2 separate regions of the Danio rerio genome follow, and region 1 is linked to region 2. The links are chromatin contacts, called in public Hi-C maps. All regions are on one chromosome and are shown on one strand. Each heading gives the region's core, a stretch centred on a gene start, on an enhancer-like site or on the middle of the called end of the contact. The rest is flanking DNA. Distances are from core to core; before and after follow the strand shown.

Region 1 (7,276 bases), core at 3,166-5,665, 160 kb after region 2:
GAAATTTATTAATAGAGGATGCTGGGCAACCGACAAACAGACCATTACAGTAATCCGGCCTAGAAGTCATAAAACCATGAATTAGTTTTTCTGCATCTGAGATTGGGACTGTACAATATGATGATATATAATATACAGACAAAATAAACAGTCTCTAATTACATACTATGCTCTGTAGCTTTTTCATGGTGTCAAAAATACATTGTTTATGGTAAAAGTCTTTCACCATTTTTATGAGTGCAATATTACACGCCATTACGGGGATGCAAACAGAAAGGTGAATAACAGAATATGTATATAAACTATTAATTGATTGAATTTACAGAAAATGTACTATCATGATAAATACTGTTATCAGGATACGAGATGAGTTATATATCATATCATATTAATAGATTAATAGATAATATTTATATCATGAACTTGGATTTTTGGCATATTGACCAGCCCTAGAAACAAATACGTTCATTTTAAAGGTTACAATCCTCTTGATTACACATACCTTTTTTTAAACTTATTTGAGGGACAACAATAAAAACCATGGTGGAATAAGTGCTTTAGAAAACCACACCAATCAATCTATTTATGTCAATGTATGTCTGTTAATTTCAGACATTCGGAGCTACAGACTGGGAAATGTTTCAGATCGGAAACCGAGTTTTCCTAGCAGTTGCCAATGGTCATATGCTGTGCGAGAAAGGACCGAGCCTCTACACCATCAACTCAACTATATATGAACTTGATATGACAACCAAGATGTTCCTCAAGTTCCAAGACATTGTAACATACAGGTAAAGCCTGAATCAAATGTGCTTTTGGGGTTGGGAGACGATCATAAGTCACATGCTTTGACTTGATTTCCTCTGATTTGGCAGTGCGGTGGACTGGGAATTCTTTACTGTTGGAGACGAACATTTCTTAGTCGTAGCCAACTCGTATGATGGATCGTCTTACTCTTTGAACAGTGTCATATACAGGTAATTACTGAAAAATACATGTCACGATTTCATTGTTCTGCATTGCCTACAACGATTAGCCAAAACATTACATTAGGCCATATATTAAAGGTTTATTTACTCTATTTATTCTACCTCAATTGTTTGTAAATCTTTTTCTGTGTTTCAGCTAGCAAAATGATTTTTGGTGACAAATTTTATTTGCACACATATTTTGAGAAAATGCTTTGAATTTTTTAAAAACTAAACAATACACTCTGGACAAATTTACTTCCCTTTTGTTATGTTTGGGATGAAAACATAACAAATACACTTTTTATATAAAAAATATGTCATTTTGTATGTTTCTTCATCAAATCAGTGACATCATTTATGAATTTGGCAATTAAAGAGTTAAAATCTTGTAATTTTCTAAACAATTTAGTAGTTTTGATCAGGACTGAGGTTGATTAACCAACACAATCTCACAGCAATTCGTAACTTTTTGATTTAGTGGCTAATTCGTGTGATTTCGTACGATCTAATTCGTACAATTTAGTACGATTTGCTCATCCCCCAATGACAGTTGGGTTTAGGGGTGGGGTTAGGTGCCACGCCTCCTTTTTAAAATCGTACAATTTCGTACGACTGAACTTATACGAATACGTACGAATTAGCCAATAAACTGGCAAAACGCAAAATACTTACATTTTCTCATGAGATCAGACTGGATTAACTGATTTATACAAAAAAAAAACATAAATAAAATATTTAACTGAGGCATTTTACAGCAGTTTAACAATAATTAAACATGAATGTTTCCAGTAGTTCCAAGAGTTCCAATAGTCAAATATCCAGTAGTTCAATAGTTTTTAAAATGCTTTAAGATCTGTGTCAAGATTATTAATACAGCAGTGTAAACTGTAAAGAAAATCACACAGAAGCACTTCATGATTTTGCAAAGTTCGATGCGATCCTGCATTAGCATCTACGTTAATCCTGGAACATCATTTTTGTTGGAAAATGTAATCCATACCTATTCCCGACCCCTAAAACCAACCATAACTGTAAATTACTCCCAAAATCAGAGGGGAATAATAGTTAAATAACACTCTAGTAGAAGTGCATAAACCTAACCGTAAGCTTACACTTAACCAAAGTCCCCTTTTTTGACTTAATATAAACAGTAAACATCCCTTAATTCTGATTGGCTGATTGAAAGGATGTTTCAGGATCAACATAGATGTTAATACAGGAACATGTCCTACTTGGTGAAATCAGGTTGGCGTCCCAGTGAAATTGAAGATTTTGATTCTTGTTGTTATGAACTACAGATGGCAGGGCTATGAGGGTTTTGTCCCTGTTCATCGGTTACCAACCATCGGATGCAGCGACTGGGAGTTCTTCACCTCCGCGGAAGGTTCATATCTGATGTACTCTAGCGCCAAAGCTCCTCTTTCCAAAGTCTTCAAGCTCAGGATCCACTGAGGACACAAACATTGTTAAGCTTTTGTATGTTCCCATCATAAACCAGAGAGGTTAACAGAACTGATTCATTGACTCTAGACTCCTTTGAACCACCGACAATTTGACCAACTCTTTTTAATCACATCGAAGTCAATCAAACTGGCAGAATCTGGAGTTTGATATACTTTCTAAAAACTACCTCAATCTACGTAAAAATATTCAGTGGAAACTTTGTGAATCTCGGTTTCAATGAATATCTTTGAACATTAGATGTCCAGCAACATCTAGGCTCTGTGCAACTTTAATTTACAAAAACCATGAATAGAGTAAAAACCTTTATGGAAAAAGCGCCATACAATGTTTATTAATTACAGATTAAACCAAATATGTAAAATAAAGTAATAATGTTATTTATATGTATAATATTTGTATATTACCTCTTGTTCTTTGCACTACAATAAATCGATTTTACTTTGTCAATACATGATTGTGTTTTACATTACATGTTTTGAATGGTGGAGGGACAGATTTGTTTGAGTGTGGACAGTTAATCATTATTTTTTACTTCATTACTTAAGCACAATTTTAAAAAACTTAGCTAAATTCGAAAAATAAGTGTTTTTTTTTACTCAGGTGTATTTCATAAACAATTCCCTGAAATTAATAAAAATGATCAAAAAAAAAAACAAAAAAAAAAAAAACAGGAGATCCTCTGAATTAGTGCCTACAGCTGATAGCTTGAAATGTAAGTTATTAATGCCAAATTTTAGGATTTATTATTGTCAATTAATATCAATATTGTAATTATTGTTACTGTTTGTGAACTAAATCTTCTCATTAAGTCTCATTAAGGGCAGGTTTTGTTTAAAAACTAAACATAAATGTTTACATGCAACAAAGCAATGCTGATGTATATTCTCCACAGTTGTAGCACATAACAGATATAGGCTACACCAATTTATTTAAAGAAACATCTTCCTGAAATATCAACACATTTTTGCATTGTGACATATTTTTAGATTGTATATTTAAATTTGTGTATTTTGCAAAGTAACCACAAGAAGTGCTAATAATAACGTTTTACCACTAGAGGGCGCACATACTAAACAAAAACAAAAGCGTAGCTTGATGACGCTGAGGAGCGTGGAATTATGGGAATTGTAGTTTTTAACTCCACTGGTAAAAGACCTAGAATTGTATGGATTTTCTTTTATTCCAATAATCTTTAGAATAAGAAGTAAAGATTATGTTCCATTAAAATATTTGGTCATTTGTTTTCTGTAAATATGTCCAAACTTAATTTTGATTAGTAGCTTATACTGTAACTAGGCCTACTAAATTTGGACAAATAAATAGGTGTTTTTTAACCCTCAGAGTCCAGATTTTCAAACATTTCCAAATATCACTTATAGAAAGCATCTAAAAACTTTCAGGAAATTGTATATCAACTTAAAAAAAAGGTCTATGGTAATTGGTGACCAGGTGTCTATTTTCTTTCTGGAACAGCCCCATATTTCGACTCTATTTTGTGTCCTAACTGTATGCTTTTGAAATTAATAAGTAAATTATATATAGCCTATATATTTCCATATTACCTATATATATATATATATATATATATATATATATATATATATATATATATATATATATATATATATATATATATATATATATATATTTCCATATTACCTTTGGTTTAACTACATGTTATTTATAGTTAATAAATTTAATAAAATTCATTTAACTACAGTAAACAGGTTTTGCTTTTGACAGGCTACTTGTACCTGATTATACAAATGGTAACCAACTTTTAATATTTTACAATAATAAAACCAAATTTGGTCTATAAAATTACGACTGAACAGTCTGTGTTAACCACATAGATCTATTTTACATATCTAATCTTAAAACTCCAAAACCCTTTGACCCAAGAAAGAACAAATACGGGAAAATGAGGACGGTCGTAATAACAAACTACTAATACCACAATGCATTGTGACCGGACATGTCATCAAGCAAACATGGCTGCGTCCTAAAAACACAAATGGTTTTCTACTCAGATTTCAGTTTTCATTATTTGAAATCAAAGAAATTTAATTTTTCGAACGAGAGATTCGCGTTTAAAATATTGCCTAATACATACGTTGACGGTCTAATACAACGACACCAATACCGCGGCTGTCAACGAAAATAAAGCTGTTGTTTTAAACCTCAATGGTGAAACATGGAAGCACTGCATCTCCTCTCAGATTTCTGTTTTCCGCTTTAAGGACTGAGATTTATTCACGACACCTGTGATTTATTTGGAGGAACCTCACGAAGCTTAAACGGAGCAAAAAGGAGCATCTAGTTTCTCGGTTGTTTTCAAAAAGCGATGTTTATTCCTGTGAAGTCGTCATATGCAAGAGTGAGCCCATTGATCGTTAATCGAGAGCTGGGGAAGACCAAGATGAGATAGCAAGAGGTGAAACGCTTTCCTTTCGCAGTAATCGAAACTCGGTTCAGACCAGAAAACAGGAGATTTGCCAATCCTGAGCTTTACGAAACAGCTGCGGTCATGTTTGGAGATCTTTTTGAAGAGGACGGGGATGGTTTTTCTTCTGCACCTGGTTCAGGTGTGAAGGGAAGAGAGTGCGAGCCTCCTCCACCGAGAGGGAAAATCAAACTCTGCGGGATCAAGAATCAGGGCGGCACCTGTTACCTCAACTCACTCATCCAGACGCTGCTCTTCACACCCGAGTTCAGGGGTAAAACTCAGTAGATGTTTCAATGCTGTTTAAGAGAGTGTTCACCCCACATTTTACATTCTGTCATTATTTAATCATTTTACTCGTGAAGAATATTGAGGTAAAGTTGGTTTTATATTCGCATGTTTGGACTTTCGCCTTCCAAATATATTTCAGAGAAGTTTTTTTAGGAAATTCTAATAGAGAAATCATATTAGCAACCAATGACTATTAAAGTACAACATTGTTTACAGTCAATTAAATAGTGCTTATGTTGTTTTGAAGTCATATTCATTCATTCATTTTCTTGTCGGCTTAGTCCCTTTATTAATCCGGGGTCGCCACAACGGAATGAACCGCCAACTTATAAAGCACATTTTTCGGCAGCAGATGCCCTTCCAGCCGCATCCCATCTCTGGGAATCATTCACACACACACACACACACACACACACACACACACACACACACTCACACTCATACACTACGGACAATTTAGCCTACCAAATTCACCTATACTGCATGTCTTTGGACTGTGGGGGAAACCCACGCGAAGGCAGGGAGAACATGCAAACTCCACACAGAAATGCCAACTGAGCCGAGGTTCGACCCAGCGACCTTCTTGCTGTGAGGCGACAGCACTACCTACTGCTCCACTGCCTCGCCTTTTGAAGTCACACTTTCAAGCAATTTCAGACCTATTATTCAATGTAGCATGTCACAAATTGTCACTGTTTAAAAATGAACAAGTGTGCAAATATAAAACTAGCTTTACCCCAATGTGAAAAATCTTCCGTCTTTTCCTTTCCAAATAGTTTGCAATGGTAATTTTGAAACACCAATGCTAGCAAATCAAGTAAAAGTGCAATATATAGCCCAAATCAAATGAGGCCTTTATTTGTCACATACACTTTCGTGTAGTGAAATTGATCAAAGGGGACTGACAGTATTTTTACCGATGGGTGAAGTAATGTCTGTAACATACATTTATCTCTGACAGAGGAATTGTTCCATCTCGGACCGGATGAATTAGGATGTCTGGCTGACAAGGACAAACCGGAGGCAAAGGTGTGTGTATAAACATTTATAAATGGAAGTGTTTAATGGAGCAGGGGTCCGTTCTTCATACCTCGCTTAAATGATCTAAGATGATTTGGCAGATCCTGGATCTTTTAATCCTGATAACTGATCTCTGGCTAATTTGGTTCTTAAAACAAGTTTGTGAATCAGATTAAATGTCTGGATGTATTGATCTAAGATCGCTAAATGTTTTGTAAAGGACAGATCTATCGATCCTCAAATTATTTATTTATTATTACACAAATTGTACTAAAGCTGGTTGGTACCTTAAAATGTTATGCGTTTTTATCTAAAAGTTTATATTAATAAACATTCACCTTGAACCTCTTTGAGAGAAGCACCCCATGACTGTTTTGTCTTTGCTTTTCAGAGTGCAGAAGCTATATATATATTAGAGGTGTGAACCTATACTAGTCTCACGGTTCGGTTCGGTTACGATTATCATGCCATCGATTCGGTTCAATTCGATATCTCGGTGCATCACTGTGCATTGACGATGCTTTCCATATACAGTGTTATATTTAAGGGGGGAGGCTATAACAAGCTGTCTGTATAAACACACAGACACACAGCACCACACTGTCTCTCATACAAACACATTCACAAACATAGACAGCATCAAACAAACAAACGCGCACACACACAAACACACACACTTAAGCCCTTGCAACAGGGAGAGCTCGCACTGAGCGAAGCAGAAAAACGAGAAAAAAAAAAAAAAGAAGAAAAAAATAAGCACTTTTCCGACGGTCCCTTACTGAGAGCTCCTCTCAGCCCGAGCTCTGCCGGCTAAAGTAAACGCAGACTGCGAGGGCTTAAACGAAGTAGTGCTCGTAATGTCGAGCGAAAAAAAAAAGAAAGACAGCTGTGAAACATAACCAGCTTTGTCTTTCTGTAGAAAAACACACTTTAGATCTTTTTAGGGTAAGAGGTTTTTGAGTTATTGCCGTCTATAACTGAATGTGTGTCAGGAAAATCGAAAACAAAACCAACTGAACCGCGCTCATTTCTGGCGCCCCCCTGGATGTAAAGCGCCCTTAGCATTTGCCTATGGTGCCTATGCCAT
Region 2 (7,105 bases), core at 1,649-4,148:
TAGTGTATGAGTGTGTGTGTGGATGTTTCCCAGGGATGGGTTGCGGCTGGAAGGGCATCCGCTGCGTGGAAACTTGCTGGATGGGTTGGCGGTTCGTTCCGCTGTGGCGACCCCGGATTAATATAGGGACTAAGCCGACAAGAAAATGAATGAATTAATGAATTTTACAACTCCCTTAGAATTTAACAGTTGGGTTTTACAAATTTTAACCCAATCAGCTGATCTCCAGATCTGGCAGGAGCACTTTTAGCTTAGCTTAGCTTAGCATAAATCTGATTAAATCTCACTCAATAAAAAAAAAGGTTCTAGCTATTTTCTAGGTCAATATGGATAGGAACTATACTCTCATTCTGGAAGAAAATAAAGGAAAATTATCGAAACTTATAAAACAATATTTCAATTTGAGTGAGATGCTAATGGCCTAATCTGATTCAATGATTTATGCTAAATTGATCTAAAAGTGATTCCGCCAAACATGGAGATTGGATGATCGGATTCAAAAATGGTACTCAACTCAACTGTTTAACTATTAGGGACTTGTAAAATGAGCCTACTTTAAAGTTCACTACATGGACAAAATCTGAAATGTTCTGCTCAAAATACATATTTTCTTTATGACTATGAAGCCAAAAATATCTTGGATGACAAGGGGTGAGTAAATTATCTGTAAAGCAGTTCAGAACTTGACCAAGTTGACAGACAGTACCTTAACTTACCCATGTAACGTAGCACAAATTCTTTGATTCCTTTTGCTATAAGACTCTCCAACTCAGCGTCCCCTTGACTAGGGAGTACACCAGCTACCTTCTCTTGAAGCAGCGAAGAACTTGTGATCTTCTGAAAATTCTGTCTGCGATATCGACCTTTCAGATGAGGATCCAAAACATCATCCAGCTCTTCCACAGTCCTTAAGTAGTAACTCCTCAGCAGTGTGCTTACATTCATTTTAGAGCAATTAACAACAGAAAGGTGCTTCCCAAGTATGGCTCCATCCATTCCACCATGAACCACAGCATCAGTGACCAAAGACGGAAAGTTGGAGAGAGTAAAAACCATTGGTGCAGATACACTGTCCCAACAACCCTCTGCACCAAGTCTCACAGTTGGAGTTGAGTTAAGAAATGACAAGCCTAACGTCCTGGCCAGTGGATGTAGGTAGAATCCATTAGGCTGGTTACTGTCGTTTTCTGCTCGTAGTCCAGATTCAAGACCTAAAAGTAGGGGAGCGAGGGCAACCGTTGTGCCATCGGGAGTCAGAACAACTCCCTTTTCTTCATAAGCAGCTGTTATAAAATGATGAAGTGCTTGGCTGAAGAAATGAGAGAGATTGAGGTTGATATTTAGCCGCTCTTTGATTTTCGGATGAGTTTCAGTTTCGTTGTTAGATGATCTCATAAAACCGTGAGTGATATTGTGTGTTTGGTCTGCAATCTGGCATAGATTCGACACTAAAGCCAGTGAACTCAGTTGTGGGTTTAAATGTTCTAAATGTGCAACAGCAGTAATAAAGTGCTCCATGTTTCTCAGATGCACAGCTGTAAAATACATAAAGAATTATTTCAATATAATCAAAGCACAATTAATACTGCCTTCATGTTGAATTATCATAAATGTTACTTTTTTTGGAGTTTGGCATTGGGATCCTGCTGTAGGTGTAGCTTGTTATCATATTAATGATAAAACATAATTTATGATAATCCCCTTACACAAGTGCAGCGTATTTGCTTATAACATGAAAAAATGTTTAATGTTTATTTCAACATATGCCAATATATACCAACTGGAATCAACAACTGTGGTGCTAAAAAACTCGTGCTGAAAAAAACCTCACAATGTAATGTAACGCTATAAAAACATGATCTTATTATCTGTATTAAAACCTCAGATGGTCACATAATAATTCATCTTTTGTAAATTATTTAATTATAGTAATTTGGGGCGATGTATGTTTGGACAAAGTACATCAGCTTAATTAAACAATGCTACTAAATAGCTATTGAGATAAATATACTCGCTGCAAAAAAACAAAAAAAATAAATAAATAAACAAAAGTATATTTACCAATTTCATAGTAAATGCTATAGTTTTTGAACCAGACTATAGTAAAATATAGTAAAACCTACTAAGTATTGTTGCTGACCATGTCCATCCCTTTATGACCACAGTGCACCCATCTTTTGATGGTCACTTCCAGCAGGATAACGCGTCATGTCATAAAGCGTGACTCATCTCAGACTTGTTTCTTGAACATGACAATGAGTTTACTGTACTCAAATGGCCTCCACAGTCACCAGTTCTCAATCCAGTAGAGCATTTTTGGGATGTGGTGGAACAGGAGATTCGCATCAGGGATGTGAGGCTGACAAATCTGCAGCAACCACGTGATGCTATCATGTCAATATGGACCAAAATCTCTGAGGAATATTTCTTGTTGAATATATGCCACGAAGGATAAAGGCAGTTCTGAAGGCAAAAGGGGGTCCAACCCGGTTCTAGTAAGGTGTACCTAATAAAATGGCCGGTGAGTGTATATTATTACATCTATTTCGCATATTTTACTGTAGTACTAATTTAGTGAACTTATAAACGGTAAAAAATACTATAGTGTACTTTAGGTTTTAGTACAAGACACCGGTTCATTTTAAAATATAATTGTAGAAAACCTAGCCCAGTAATGCGTCATTTGTTTATATTAGGCTACTATAGTTTTCAATTACAGAATCACCACAACAGATTTAATCAACTGTACTATACCATAGTATGGTTCAAAAATAACATTTAACAATTAGGTTCCGTCTTCAAATCCAAATTTAACACTTGTCATTAGATTATTGACATGAAAATCTGAATAATTAAATATAGCGTACGTACCTGAGCTCTGCATGCATATTCCAGCCATGACCATAATCCATAATGCACCTGGTGTCATTATTAGTACTAAATCTTACCATTTGCTTCTAAAAGTGTCTGAATGTACGGTAGCCTATGAGCATATACATATGGCGAAACACTAAAGGCGGGACAGTCCAAATTCTGCAATTTACCATTCCGTTATTTCAGGTGTGGTATTCCGCCATGACAAAAATGTTTGTGGTGTTTCCGATGTGTTCGATGTATTATTTGAGTAAATATCTGAAGTGATAAAAGTCTTCCTCGTGAACTGGAGTATAGATTTTTAATGGCAGGGACTCACAGTTCTGCTGTTCTGTTTGTTGTTTAATGATGCGTACCGAGTTACTGGAAATTAGGAAGGTAAAGGTCATAGCTAGGTGGTCTTAACTTAGCAGACTGTTTTGACGACGCAGGGTTGCCAGGTTTTCGCAACAAAACTAGATCATTTGCAAAATTATCCCAATAACAAAACTCTATATTCTACTGCCAATACGTAAAAGGCTTATTTATCCTTGTATTTGTGAAAATCACTGTTTATATTAGCAATTACAAACATTGTTTTCATAAATAAATAAAAAATTTGCAACAAAACTGGACAGTATATGACACAGCAGCACACATTTCACATTTAGTACCCATGCATGGACCACACACACTTGTGCTTACTCTATTTCAACAGCCTAGTTCATTTTATAGCACTCTTAACATCAGTATTTGGTAAAGTAAAACATTTTAACACAAACATATAAATAAAATCTATGCAATCAAACAGATAACACGTGGAAAGTGGTTAAAAGTACAAAATACCGCGGGGAAACAGCGGACTTGGCAACCCTGTAACATTGAATTAAATAAATGCATAGTTGCTGTGATGACTGGCTGACAAGATATTTATTTGATATAATTGAGATAATTAGCAGTTGAATGTATGCCTTGTATTATTTTTTTAAAGACATGGTGACATTGTGGGTATTCAGTAAAGCTTATACAGACATATACATAAATATTGTTTTAATACTGTACAATTTACTAGGAGTATTATGCTAGCCAAAATTACTATAAGTAATGTACCAATTTTGCCTTTTTGTTAATATTTTCATATTTTAACAATAATTTTGCATCACTTTTAATTCAAACATGTGATATAAGTTTAAAAATAAATATGTAACCAAACAGATCAATTTAAAACAGCATTTCGGCATGTAAACATAATTTAAAGAAGAATACAAGAGATTTATTTTCAGACTTTATTTCATGTGCATGTGGTTTCACAAATAACTAGATGGAAGTGAATAAATCCAATGACATGGCATTCCCAATGTACTTTAAATTGTGCCAAGTGAACGTATTGGAAAAATAAAACTTTATATATATTTATATATTTTCAAAGTTCTTTTACAGGCATTCTATGTCAAAAGATCTCTAATCGACTGCATGAATTTGAATTGCAAGTCTGTTACAAATATTGAAACACTTTTAGGCAAATAATAACCATAATATTTGACCGTTTTTAAGAAAATACTTTAAGCAAACATTCAGAGGGAACATAAAATGCTATAAAAAAAACTACAGAGGTTTCAAAGGTACCTGACTGTATGATAAAGAGGTAACATTTCCATATGTTATATTTTATAACTACTTTTCGGGAACGATACATACCTTCATTGATATTATGTAAATATCAATACATTTCATTTCACCGTCCACAAGTACTCGGTGTCTCTACAGTAATAATTAAAAACTAAAAACTTGACACCAAGACACACTGGTAATTGGGAGAAAAAAATCGATGACCTCCAGAATTCCTCAAAACGATCCATTTTGTTGCTTGTGCAAGCTGTATTTCAGGAATATATAGCAAATAAATGAAAAAGTGCAGGAAATTATGCAGTAAAAACAGTGAACAGTCATTTACCTGCAGTTGAGACATTAAAGAATAAAACAAAGAAGATATTTACCTCAAATCTGAGTGAAGGTAAACTCTAAAAACCACCAGGTTTTTAACTAAGAAGAAGGTTTTTAATAAACAAAACACTTGTTTAGATGAAATTTTAGAAGGTCTGCAGCCACAACGATCAATGTAAAAACTGGGGGTTGTGATAAATGAGCTAACAAAACTATAACTGCTAATAAAATAAAATAAAAATATAGAAATCATGACTGGCCAAATGCCAAGTCAGAGCGCAGTGCTTTGTTGCGGTCAAACAAATATATTAGAAACTAAATAATGACCCATGTAAAAGTAGACTTTGGTTGTTTGACTAGAAGGTATTTTGAAAGGTGATGTTTATTCATTAGATTTGGTTCCGTTGTAATCGCTCTGCATGTCGGCATCATCCTCCGCAGCATCCGAGCTGTCGATGATTCCCCGTCGGCCTCCTCCTCCAGTGCGTCTCGGTGTGCTGCTGAAGGATGACGTCTCATTGCCTCGCCTGAAATATCACAACAAATCTTAGCATGCAAATAGAAAGACTTTCATTCTAGGTTGCTTGGTTCCTGGTACATCAGTGTTAGATGTTACACTCTAAAAAATTATGTATGTTGTTTGTTTAAACTACTTATTTAAAATAAGCTAAAACAATTACAAAAACCGTTCCAAAAGGCACACCAACAGTACACAAACGTCAACCTCTTCCTATTCAAACACTCCTGAATCAAACCATCAGAACATTTGAAGAGACTTGAAAACCTGAAATGAACTGTTCTAATAAGGGAGACATCCAATATATGTATTGTTGATGTGCCTCCAGGAACAGGGTTGGGAAACACTCATCTCGAGTAGCGTTCAGTTGCTGCTGTGTTCATACTGCATGATGGATCTGCGACAGGAGGATACACACTGTATGACTACAAATCAATTGCTGACCACTCTGTCTGGCTCACAAACACACACGAGAAATGATAAGATCACTTAACATCCAAGACTGGAAATTGTTCCCTGCAATAAATATTTTAAATGATCTGCTATTCAAATGGTCCACGCACTGAATGCTGAATGATTTACAAAAGTGGTCACCAAACTTGTTCTTGGAGGGCCGGTGTCCTGCAGATTTTAGCTCCAACCCTAATCAAACACACCTGAACAAGCTAATCAGGGTCTTACTAGGTATACTTGAAACATCCAGGCAGGTGTGTTGAGGCAAGATGGAGCTAAACCCTGCAGGGACACCGGCCCTCTAGGACCAGGATTGGTGACCCCTGATTTACAACAAAGGGGCAAAATGAAAAGAAGATTGTGGAGGAGGAAATGTTTAGGGTGATGCATTGAACAAACCGAAAAAAATAAGTGGAAGTCAATCAATAATTTTGACTGATCAAGCAAATGTTCCTTTGTTTCTGTTTAATGTTATTGTAAATTAATTTTTTATATATATTGTGGTCTATAACTCCTCCACTGACCTGTATCCTGCTCTCTCATTGGCTGTTGATCATTGCTGATGCTTTATTCAGTCAGAACTCATTCACACATCATGATTTTTAATCACAGACAAGTCCAGACATTTAGCATGCCAAATATTTTGCAGACCTTGGTGATTGTCTCTGATTGAGTTTTTGATTATTCGCACTGTGAAAATGTTGCCCACGTCAACAAGCAAAAATCAGAGCTAAACGTTTGCAGTGTGAACTTCATCTTCAGATCTACTAGTTAAGTTTCATTCAACTATTCCTGATGAGACCAGTGCTATTTATTTTTGTAAGTATGGACAAATTTGGATAATATGTATATTATATACGTAGACCTATACATTTTATTCATTCATTCATTTTCTTGTCGGCTTAGTCCCTTTATTAATCTGGGATCTCCACAGCGGAATGAATCGCCAACTTATCCAGCAAGTTTTTACACAGCGGATGCCCTTCCAGCCGCAACCCATCTCTGGGAAATATACACACACACACATTCACACACAACGGACAATTTAGCCTACCCAATTCACCTGTACCGCATGTCTTTGGACTGTGGGGGAAACCGGAGAACCTGGAGGAAACCCACGCGAAGGCAGGGAGAACATGCAAACTCCACACAGAAACACCAAATGAGCCGAGGTTCGAACCAGTGACCCAGCAACTTTCTTGCTGTGAGGCGATAGCACTACCTACTGCGCCACTGCCTCGCTCCCTATACATTTTATTTTCTAAATATTATTTTTTAAAATCTGAAATATTAATATAAATATTTCCTAATAAAAAACATACATTTAACTAAAAAAGA

What was found. Hi-C and Micro-C count contacts between places; a contact is called where the count stands out from the background.
Region 1: a Hi-C map of hematopoietic stem cells shows a contact between it and region 2, with 1.7 times the contacts expected there. The contact joins the promoter of usp40 here to the promoter of pglyrp2 in region 2. A contact is called at or near these places in 1 of 18 Hi-C or Micro-C datasets (hematopoietic stem cells) and 1 of 4 datasets of contacts at active chromatin or transcription factors (embryo).

The regions. Positions count from the first base shown.
Region 1 is chr6:9,584,855-9,592,130 of GRCz12tu, forward strand. It overlaps usp40 (ubiquitin specific peptidase 40), which reads left to right and starts at 4,416. Exons shown (of 31, transcript XM_001921318.9): 1 at 4,416-5,152; 2 at 6,131-6,198. The coding sequence starts at 4,963. It overlaps tspeara (thrombospondin-type laminin G domain and EAR repeats a), which reads left to right. Exons shown (of 14, transcript XM_073953658.1): 12 at 613-791; 13 at 876-977; 14 at 2,270-2,882. The coding sequence ends at 2,423.
Region 2 is chr6:9,430,949-9,438,053 of GRCz12tu, forward strand. It overlaps pglyrp2 (peptidoglycan recognition protein 2), which reads right to left and starts at 2,899. Exons shown (of 5, transcript NM_001045166.1): 1 at 2,872-2,899; 2 at 717-1,535. The coding sequence starts at 2,899. It overlaps myh11a (myosin, heavy chain 11a, smooth muscle), which reads right to left. Exons shown (of 41, transcript NM_001024448.1): 41 at 4,136-5,324. The coding sequence ends at 5,180.